Regions from separate parts of the Ovis aries genome. Here region 2 is linked to region 1. Evidence: chromatin contacts called from public Hi-C data. All regions are on one chromosome and are shown on one strand. Each heading gives the region's core, a stretch centred on a gene start, on an enhancer-like site or on the middle of the called end of the contact. The rest is flanking DNA. Distances are from core to core; before and after follow the strand shown.

Region 1 (4,930 bases), core at 1,961-4,460:
ATATTGTGGGGAAAAAAATCCACATTATCAGTGTACCCATGCAGTTCAAACCTGTCTTGTTAAAGGGTCAGCTATAGTTATTCTGACTGAAATAGGTATTGTCCATCTAATTTGGAAATGAAATGAGGTTGTGTGTATGTTGTTTGGGGTGATAAGTATTAAAGAATTTGAGAGGAGTCTTCTAAATTTTAGGTCTTCACTTTGAAGACGAGGGTACTCACTCTCTAGATTTAAAAGTGTTAGCGAGCTTGTCACTTACCTCAGGCCACACAGTCTAGGAAGTAAGAAGCTAGGTTTGAACCTGGGTCTGTCCTCACACGAAGCCTCTAAAAGTAGCCTGATTAGTCATCTGACTGACACTCTCTCTTACAGTCATTATTGCCTCCTTTTGACTCTGCTTCCATTTTTACGTTTTTGAAACCGTTTCCTACTCCTGGAACCTGAGTTTCTCTCCCCCCGCCTTCTGCCTGGTGAAACCCGCAGACTCGTACAGCTGGAGGCACCTAGCACCTGCAGAGGCTGCCCCCTCACGCTGTACGTGAGGCCTGGAGAAGCAAAGATGGTCCGAGGTCAGGCAGCTTAGGAGTCTCATAGCCAGGATTTGAATGTGGAGTTTTCCGTACTTTCCCATTGGTTCTGCCACAGTCGCACCTTTTCCTCTTTAAGCCTTCTTGTCTCCGTGTAGGTGTAGGGGCAGACGTGAGAGCAAGGAAACTTGGGTTCAGATCAGGATTCTGCCACTGGTAGGAGCTTTAGAACTCTGGAGCAGATATTTAACCTTTTTGTGCCTTGATTTCCTCATCTGACAAATGGGAATTGTGGTAGTACCACCGCTTAGGGTTGTGATGAGGGTTAGACCGGCTGTTATTTGGAAAGCACTGGGAATGGTGCCTGGAACAGAGATTATTAGTGATAGAGATAATTACTATCAGTATTATTAGTGATAGATGTAGGAAGGAAGGATGCTGCCCGACCGAGCATCTTGAGTGCTGAGGGTTGCAGTGAAGAACCTCTGGGGTTGGAGAGTTGGGAACAGGACCCCTGTCAGAAAAGTCCAGTGTTTAAGACTTCACCTTCCAATACAGGGGGATCCCTAGTCAGTGAGTTTAGATCCCACATGCCCCACAGCCAAAAAAACCGGAAACATAAACAGCAGAAGTAACAGTGTAACAGATTCAATAAGGACTTTACAAATGGGAGAGGGGGAGGAGGAGGTCCTTACCTGCAGAAGTAACAGTATACCAAATCCAGTAAAGACATATGCAGGGGTGGGGTGGTGGGGGAGGTCCTTAGCTGGCGCCTCTCCCCCCGGGGGGCCTTGTGAAATGCGCTGGCCCGCTCCCTTGAGTGGCATGGTTTGTGTTTTCTTTAAACCTGGAGGGCGTAGATTCCTGTGATTAGCTGCCGCTGCTGAGAGCAGGGGGTGGTGTTGGGTTTGTGTGTGGATGTGGATGTGTTTAGCTTTCTACTCAGTGTCCCGAGCTTGGTAGACGTCCAGATAGATATTAGTAATTTTTTCCCCTCTGACTAGGGATTGAGCCTGGGCCTGAGCAGTGAAAGCACCACGTTCTAACCGCTGGCCCGCCAGGGAACCCCCCAGATGTTAGTTTTTAAATGTGACAGAACAGTTTCAAAGAAGTATTTTCTGCCAGGAAAACCAACCGAAGCTTAACTACCTGAACCAGCTGATTTGTTCCTGCTGAAGGTGTCTTACATAATTGACTGGCTGCCCTTCAAAGAAAGATGACTATTTTTCCCCCTAATTCCATTTTGTGTAATAGATGTATACATTCAGGATATTTGAATTGAAATGCATACCTGAGTATACCTACGCAGCCACGCCCATGTGGGCAGAGGATGCTTGATTCCCACGGCCTTTCTAGAAGGAATTCAGCTGGGAAGGCAGTGGGAGCAGCTGGTGGAGTTAGGCATTTGTATGGAGACTGATTTCCAGGGTTCGTGAGCCTGTTCCTCTGGCTTTAATAGCCATACTGGCCTGTCATTCCAAGTATAGGGTGGGCTCCTTGCAGACAGGGACGTAACTGTCACTGTTACTTCTTTATTTAAAAGCGATGCTTTACAGAGCTCTCACACCATGATGTTTAGCATCAGACCTGATAGATTCTGCTTCATGGTTGTGTGAATCTGGGCAGTTTATCTCTTGAAGTCTCAGTTTTCTCATCTGTAACATGAAGACAGTACACGCCATATAAATTTGTTGTGTGGATCTGGGCAGTTCATCTCTTGAAGTCTCAGTTTTCTTACCTGTGACATGAAGACAGTACACGCCATATAAATTTGTTGTGTTGAGAAAGTGACACAGCAGATGCCTGGTATGTCATAGGCACGTGCTCCCATCCTTAGGTTACACACCAGTGAGAGGCTTTTCCTCACAAAGGAAAGCCTTTAAAGAGGCCCCTGGGGGGAAAGGGGCTTCCCTGGGGACTCAGATGGTGAAGGATCTGCCTGCAATGCCAGGAGACCCAGCTTCCATCCCTGGGTTGGGATGATCCCCTGGAGAAGGGAATGGCAACCCTCTCCAGTGTTCTTGCTTGGAGGATCCCACGGACAGAGGGGCCTGATGCGCTATGGGGTCACAAAGAGTCAAACAGGACTAAGCGACTAACACACACACCATAGGGGTCGGGGGAAGTCTGCAGAATATTAATTTATTTCTCTTGTTGGTCACATGGGGGGAGAAAATGATTGTTTTCTCTTTCAAAGACAGCAGAAAGCTTCGTTTGCTGTGCTGGGTGGGAAGCCTCTGTTGGCTGTGCCTGTGGTCTGGGAGGGTGGCACTCAGGGACCCTCCAGCTCATCCAGAAGCCAGGATGGGCTCTCCATGTGGGTGGTTTCTGGGAGCCTGGCCCTCAGGTGCCTGCAGTTCCTCAGGCAGCACACCAGGGGGCGCAGCTCACTCAGAAACACCAACTCCAGTTTCTTTTCTCATCACAAAGATATTTATGGAAGAAATGATGATGTTACGAGCATAGTTCCAATGAGCTGAGATCAGTGCCTAAAGGTGGAGGAAAAGTGTGTTTTGATGAATACATTCCGCATCTTGGAAATGAATAACATTGCTGAAAACCCCAGGGAGATCTGATTTTCCAGGAATGCCTCCCTGCGGACACAGGGCTCACACCTTCCTGGTCTAGACACCAGTGGAGCTCTGTAGGGTGGCGGGTGGCTTGCTGCCTGGTGTCAGAGCTTATGCATTCTCTGCCCCTCTGGGCAGTGGGCACCGTGGTCCCTGGCCCTGGCATTGCATCATCCCTGTGCAAACCGGGCAATTTCTTTGAAGTTCTCTTTGCATTACAGGAAACAATAGGCATTTCAGAGCAAAAGTCATTTTCTCCGCCTTGAGTCAGTTCATAACAGTGAGGTGAAATCAGGTCGCGTGCTTGGTGCCTGTTCAGTCCCTTCAGTCGTGTCTGACTCTTTGCCATCTTATGGACCGTGCCCTACCAGGCTCTGTCCGTGGGGTGCTGGGGCCTCAGTCCAGTTCCTGCTGGGTAACCCGTGGAAGTGACTTTTACCCTGCTGGGTTTCCAGATCCAGGGCGGCTCAGGAGCCTTCCCACTGGACGGTAGGCCTCATCGCAAGGTCCTTGAGCTTTCATTCTTTAATTTGTTCAAGTTGAACAGATTAGTGCATATTGAGATTTTCAGAGACTGTTAATGCCAGGTTATTTGGTAGGCGCACTGGGGCTTCCCAGGTGGCTCAGTGGTAAAGCACCTGCCTGCCAGTGCAGGAGACAAGGAGACGCGGATTCAGTCTCTGGGTCGGGAAGGTCCCCTAGAGAAGGTAATGGCCACTCACTCCAGTATTCTTGCCTGGGAACATCTCATGGACAGAGAAGCCTGGTGAGCTACAGTCCATGGGGTCTCAGACAATCAGACATGACTGATTGACTGAACAACAACAGGGGAACCAGTTGATCTTCGCGAATAGCACTTGTGAAAAGTGAATTAGAGATGGAGTTTTGTGAGGTGTGGAAGATTGCCGTCAGAGCTTTGGGGAAGGAGGGGGTTCCTTTCAGGAGGGGGTGTGTGCTTGTCACGCAGGAAGAGCTGAGGTTCCCGCCGCCGCCCCGTCTCTCAGGAGGAGGGCTCTGATCTGTCTCCCTGCTGCCTGTGCCTCCTTAGGTCATGACTGCTGCGAGACAGTGAAGGTGCTGCTCTGCGCTTCCAAAGAGGGCCTGCCCGTGCTCGTGGTGGCAGAAGAGGACTTCCGGTTCATCCAGGACGAGGCCTACGACGCAGCCCAGTTCCTGGCCACCAGCGCCGGCAACCAGCAGGCCCTGAACTTCACCCGCTTCCTGGATCGCTCAGGACCCCCGTCCACGGACGTGAACTCCCTCGATGAGAAGGTCGCCCTGGCCTTCAGGCACCTGAAGCTGCCAGCGGAGTGGAATGTGTTGGGGACAGACGCAGCCTCACACGGTAAGGAGCTCGGATGACCCGCAGCCTTTGAGCTTGGGATTCTTTGTATTTGGATGGGGCTGCTTTCTTAGGGGGATGATCCTCCCGTCTCCCATGGTGGCTGCGTAGGAGCAGAGTGGCCTCAGTGGCGCCTCTCCTGCGTCCTCCTGCCAAGCTGTCGGCCTGTTCTTGTTGGGAAACGACCCCACGGAGGGCTCACTCGCAGCGGCAGCTCTCAAGTAGCCGGTGGCTCGAGACCCTTCCGTGGCCTGGACTTCACGCTTGGTCTCCCGTGTGTGGAGAGAGGCCCATCCTTCATGAGGAGGGCAGCAGAGGAGTGTTTGACACTTCTTTCTAAAGATCAAAGACAGGATTTTCATTATTGTATTCTCAAGGCATCTAGGGATTCCATGAGATTGGAAGAAGGAAAAGACGGGAGAAATCAGGAGGGGCGCACAGGGGAGCAAGCCGAGGCCTGGAGCGCCCACCCCGCGCGTTTGTAACCAGAA
Region 2 (4,802 bases), core at 1,548-4,047, 160 kb after region 1:
TCTTAGTTGCCAGTGGCCTGTTCCCTGTCTGTCCAGCAGAGGCCCCGTTGAAGGACTCTTCCACATCCAAGAGGACTAAAAGAGAAGCCTGTGTTTTCTCTTAAAAATGGTTTTCTTGAGTGCAAACGTGAAATGTCACGTCACCAGACTTAGAGTGAATGCGAGCGAGAAGGGAAGGAACCACTGGGTGACCCCAGCCGAGCGTTCAGTGGCCTGCAGAGCTGGTCACTTGTCTCTCGGCTGGGAGAGGACACTCCCGCCTCCCCTGCAAGTGCAGGGATCGCTATTGTTTCTCAGTGAATCAGTCCCTGCTTATTTTCTCTCTGCTGATCCTGCTCCACCACAGTTACATTAAGGATTAGGTAAAACAAAGACACAGATTAAGAAACTGGAGGCTCCTCTCCCTGCCTAAAGATGTTGGATTCCTTCCACTTTAGAAGGGAGCTTGTGGGATTTCCCTGGTGGTCCAGTGGCTAAGACTCCTCCCTCCCAGTGTACGGGGCCCAGGTTTGATCCCTGGTCAGAGAGCTAGATCCCACATGCGTCAACTACAGGTCCCATGTACTGCAACTAAGACCTGGTGTGGCCAAGTAAGTATCTGTACAGCTATATATGTATATATGGGGCTTCCCTGGTGACTCAGATGGTAAAGAGTCCACCTGCAATGCAAGAGACCTGGGTTCGATCCATGGATGAGGAAGATCCCCTGGAGAAGGGCATGGCAACCCACTCCAGTGTCCTTGCCTGGAGAATCCCCATGGAGCGTGGGGTCGCAAAGAGTCGGACAGGACTGAGCAACTAAGCACAGCACACATGTGTATATAGAGAACGTAGCTCGGGATTGCGCGTCATCTGTCCCACTGAAACGTCTAACCTTATTTAGAGTTAAATTCTGACTGAGCCAGAGGACAGGGCGTGACCGCAGCGTGTCGGCCTCGCTCTGCCCGCAGAGCACGGACAATGCCGTGGGGCACGGAGGCAGGGCATCCCCCTCCTGCCCGGTAGGGACTGAGCTCTCCTCTCCTCCTCAGACAACGAGGTGGAGCAGCAGGACCTGACGCAGTCCCTGGGCCTGGTGAAGGACGTGATCAGCGCCGTGGACAGCAAGGTGGCAAGTTACGAGAAGAAGGTCCGTCTGAACGAGATCTACACGAAGACCGACAGCAAGTCGATCATGAGGATGAAGAGCGGTCAGATGTTTGCCAAGGAGGACCTGAAGCGGAAGAAGCTGGTGCGAGACGGGAGCGTGTTTCTGAAGAGCGCAACCGGGAGGTTGAAAGGTGAGGCCTGCTCATGTCTGAGGCTCCACGCGCTCCAGGGGCGAGCAGGCAGGATGCAGGTGTCCCCAGACCACTTCCGGGCACCCTCGTCCGGATGCTCCCCAGGAGCAGCCGTCGTTCAGTCCTTAGTCTTGTATCAGAAAGGCCTGGGCTGAGCTGGCTCACAAACCACGCCGAGTACAGTAAGGCAGCAAGGACCTGGTGCAGCCAGGGGCATGAGAAGATTTTTAAAAAGCAAAGAGTCAGCTTCATACTCAGATGCGAGCTCCTAAGGCAGATGTAATCCCCCATGAGAGACGGCAGCAAATTTGGGGTCGGGGTTTCTGGCAAAACCACTGCCAGGAGGGAAGCACCATCAGCTGCCCCATTCATAGGTTCTCTGAGATTAAAAATACATCATCGATTGTTCTGAAGAAATGTTAGAGGAATTCTTAGTTCCTGAGACCTTAGAGAAACGTTTAACTCACAACTCGACTTATTATTAAAATTTGTTGTTCATATCTTTTATTTTTCTCTAAGAAAAAGAGATCATGAAAGATACTCATTTCCTGTTTAATCTTAGTTTTTTTGTTTTTTGTTTTTTTTTTTGATCAGCCCCATCAAGTTAAGGAAGTTAGGAGGTCTGTTCATTCATCTGTGCATCTGGTCTGTTGGGTTTTTTGTTTGGTTTCTTTAATAATTTTCCTCATCAAACCCGTATCCTCTGGGTCTGTCTCATAACTCTTAACCTCACTAGTAGCCTTGAGTACCCCCAGCATGCCTCCCTGCCCTCAGTGAGCTGAGCACACAAAGCCGCCCCACTGGCAAAAAACTCAGGGGAGTGAACCAGCCACGGGGTCAGTGATGCCGTAGGCTGCCGACAACGCCTAAGCGTCCTTAGCCAGCTCGGGTCTGCCCCTGCTCAGAGCGAGGCACGCAGGTAGACGACGCAGGACACCCTGCTTAGAAGTTGGGCTCGGACTGCAGAGGCGTTTAAAGAGGTTCTTGCCCTGTGGTGTGATGGCTGCTGGAACAGAGGCCTGAAGGGGCGACCAGGAGAGGGGCTTTCAGGTCACGTCTTGAAGGAGGGAGAGAAGGAAGCGTGAGAGCGTGGAGCCCTGGGAGGGGCGGGCGGGCGGCGGAGAGAGGAAGAAGCTGGGGGTGGACATGTGCTCAGGCGAGGGGCTGACCGGGATCCCCGTGGTGGCAGGGGCTCACAACGGAGGGTTTGAGCAGGACAGGGGTGGAGTCAAGTGTGGGTGGTGCACTGCTGGGGGTGGCCGGAGAACAGCCGGAGCCCGGGGGGACTGCCGACCTAGCTGAGGACGGTCCCTGGTGCCAGGACCCGGGGGAGGGTCCTCCAGGCAGGGTCACTTCAGAGAGAAGAAACACCCCTTCCAGCCCCCAGCCAGCTCTGCATCTCCCTGCTCCGTGATGCATTGCGTGGTCCCCGGAGCTCCCTCCTGTGACATCCTGAGACCACAGCCAGGGACTCTGACCTCCCCACTGCAGCGAGGCCGCCTCCTGGTCGTGAAGTGCCAGTCCTCTTGTGAGAGCAGGCTTCCTAGAGCGGCCACTGCCTGGAGCCAGCGCCCTGTTCCTTCTCTACACAGCAGTTGATTCATTCATTCCCGAAATAAAAAATAATCGATTCCAGCTGTTGGGACGAAATCCTGGTCCAAGCAATGGCAGAACGATAGGCTTCCTGGCCCAAAACGTCTCCAGCCGGAAGAGGAGTTGGTTTCTACTCATTTTCACCCCCCCCAGTGAACTTGTGCCAAGAACAGCCAGTCCTGTGTCGAGTAACCCTTGAAAGAGGATGGAACTGTTTTTCTCTCATCTGCTGACACTGGTCACATAAACCGTAGGATCAAAACTAAAGTTGAAAACTTACGTGTTAGGACTTTTTTTTTTGGCAGACACCTGAACTGTTTAAACTTTAAAAAAAAACTAAGCTGTCAAAACTCATAGTAGTGCATGGAAAATTACTGTGGTCTGTGCTGAAAACTAGACCTCCCCAGGACTCGGGCCTGCTTGCCTCTGTTCCTTGTAGCTTTGCCGTGAATTACACAGGGAGGCAACCCCGTCTTGGCAGAAGTGTTGGAAAAGGGCCTGACCACCCAGGAGGGGGCTGCAGAAGTCAGCCTGTTGTTTTCCCCAGGGAGTCATAGGCGCCCCAGCCCTTTTCCTGGCTGAAGGTGGTACAGATAGGGGCCATCCTGTGAGGTCTCGGTAGACGGCTCGCCTCCAGGGATGTCCTACCTTGTCCTTAAGGGAGTGCTGGGAAATGTCACCACATACGCCTTGAGAATTAGAGCAACTGTTGGTGGCGTTCTTTTGATTTCTGGATCCAACTAGAGATGTTATTTAGTTACTAATTTTGAACACCGAAAAGCATCTTATATTGGGATACAGCCAGGTGGTAGTTTCAGGTGGACAGCAGAGAGACTTAGCCACTGCACGCATGCATGCATTCTCTCCCGAACCCCCTCCCAGCCGGACTAGCACAGCACGTTGAGCAGCGTTCCCTGTGCTAGACAGCAGGTCCTTGTTGGTTATCCGTTTTAAATACAGCATTGTGTACATGTCCATCCCAAACGCCCTAACTGTCCATCCCCGCCCCTGGCAAGCATAACCAGTTAGAGATGTTAATTTGCCTCTTGCTGCATCTCAGTTGAGAAGAGCAGGCCGTCTCTGTGGCACGGAGAGGTTGAGGTTGCCAGCGCCGTGTTGGGCCGAGCAGAGCACGGTGCTCAGTGTATTTGAGATGGTGTGGGTGTCAGGGGCCCCCTTGTCCTCCAGGGCCTGTGGAAGAAGCCTGCCTTTCATGGCGAGACTGAGATAGTCCTCTGCATCACCTCCTGGCAGCCTTCCTGTCTGCTGCCCCACGCCTTTCCCCTTACTGTGGTCAGGAGCTGAGAGACAGTGTGAGCAAGAGCATTTTGAGGAATGTGTTTGCTGTAGCCTGCTTCCCAACTTTTAAAGTGTTTTATTCTTAAAGACCTTGTCTTGTGGGTTCCGTCTTTCCAGCACTTAGTGCTCAGACCTTCCCTGAACAGGGTTTTGGTGATCAATGCCATTTCAGAATGCCTCTAAGAAATCTAGTGGCCAGATGTGGACCCTGTGGAGGTGTCAGACCCTGGCCCGGGAGGAGCGTGGTAAAGCGCCGTGTCGGTGGGCTGCTGGGTTATCGTCTGGTTGCGCGCCCTGGAGGTGCTTCCCTGCCCAGTGACTGTGGTGCTCTCTCCCCTCACCACTCTGCAGAGGTCCAAGCGGTCCTGTTGACTGACATCTTGGTCTTCCTTCAAGAAAAAGACCAGAAGTACGTCTTTGCGTCATTGGTAAGCAAGTGGCTCATCTCTGCTATTCGTAATTAACAGTGTCCACCACAGTGAGGGTGGGTGGTGAGTGCAGTTCAGGGTTACCGCTCTGGCGCCGTCTCAAAATTGACTAGGGCAGAGGCTTCTGGGTCTTTTCTCACGTACCCTTGCAGTTTTCTGCCCACCTCCCTCCCCTCCAGTTATGTTCCTGCTCCCTCAGGAT

What was found. Hi-C and Micro-C count contacts between places; a contact is called where the count stands out from the background.
Region 2: a Hi-C map of hypothalamus shows a contact between it and region 1, with 3 times the contacts expected there. The contact joins two enhancer-like sites. A contact is called at or near these places in 4 of 16 Hi-C or Micro-C datasets (hypothalamus, omental adipose tissue and tail adipose tissue).

The regions. Positions count from the first base shown.
Region 1 is chr18:15,750,466-15,755,395 of ARS-UI_Ramb_v3.0, forward strand. It overlaps AKAP13 (A-kinase anchoring protein 13), which reads left to right. Exons shown (of 39, transcript XM_060402005.1): 5 at 4,146-4,442. Among named protein-coding and RNA genes, the nearest start is that of TRNAW-CCA, 94 kb to the right of the region's middle. Within about 2 kb of position 3,211, at least 10 of the 54 cell types and tissues checked have an H3K27ac peak or open chromatin away from gene starts, as enhancers often do.
Region 2 is chr18:15,913,859-15,918,660 of ARS-UI_Ramb_v3.0, forward strand. AKAP13 (A-kinase anchoring protein 13) reads left to right here. Exons shown (of 39, transcript XM_060402005.1): 28 at 1,032-1,280; 29 at 4,524-4,600. Among named protein-coding and RNA genes, the nearest start is that of TRNAW-CCA, 70 kb to the left of the region's middle. Within about 2 kb of position 2,798, at least 9 of the 54 cell types and tissues checked have an H3K27ac peak or open chromatin away from gene starts, as enhancers often do.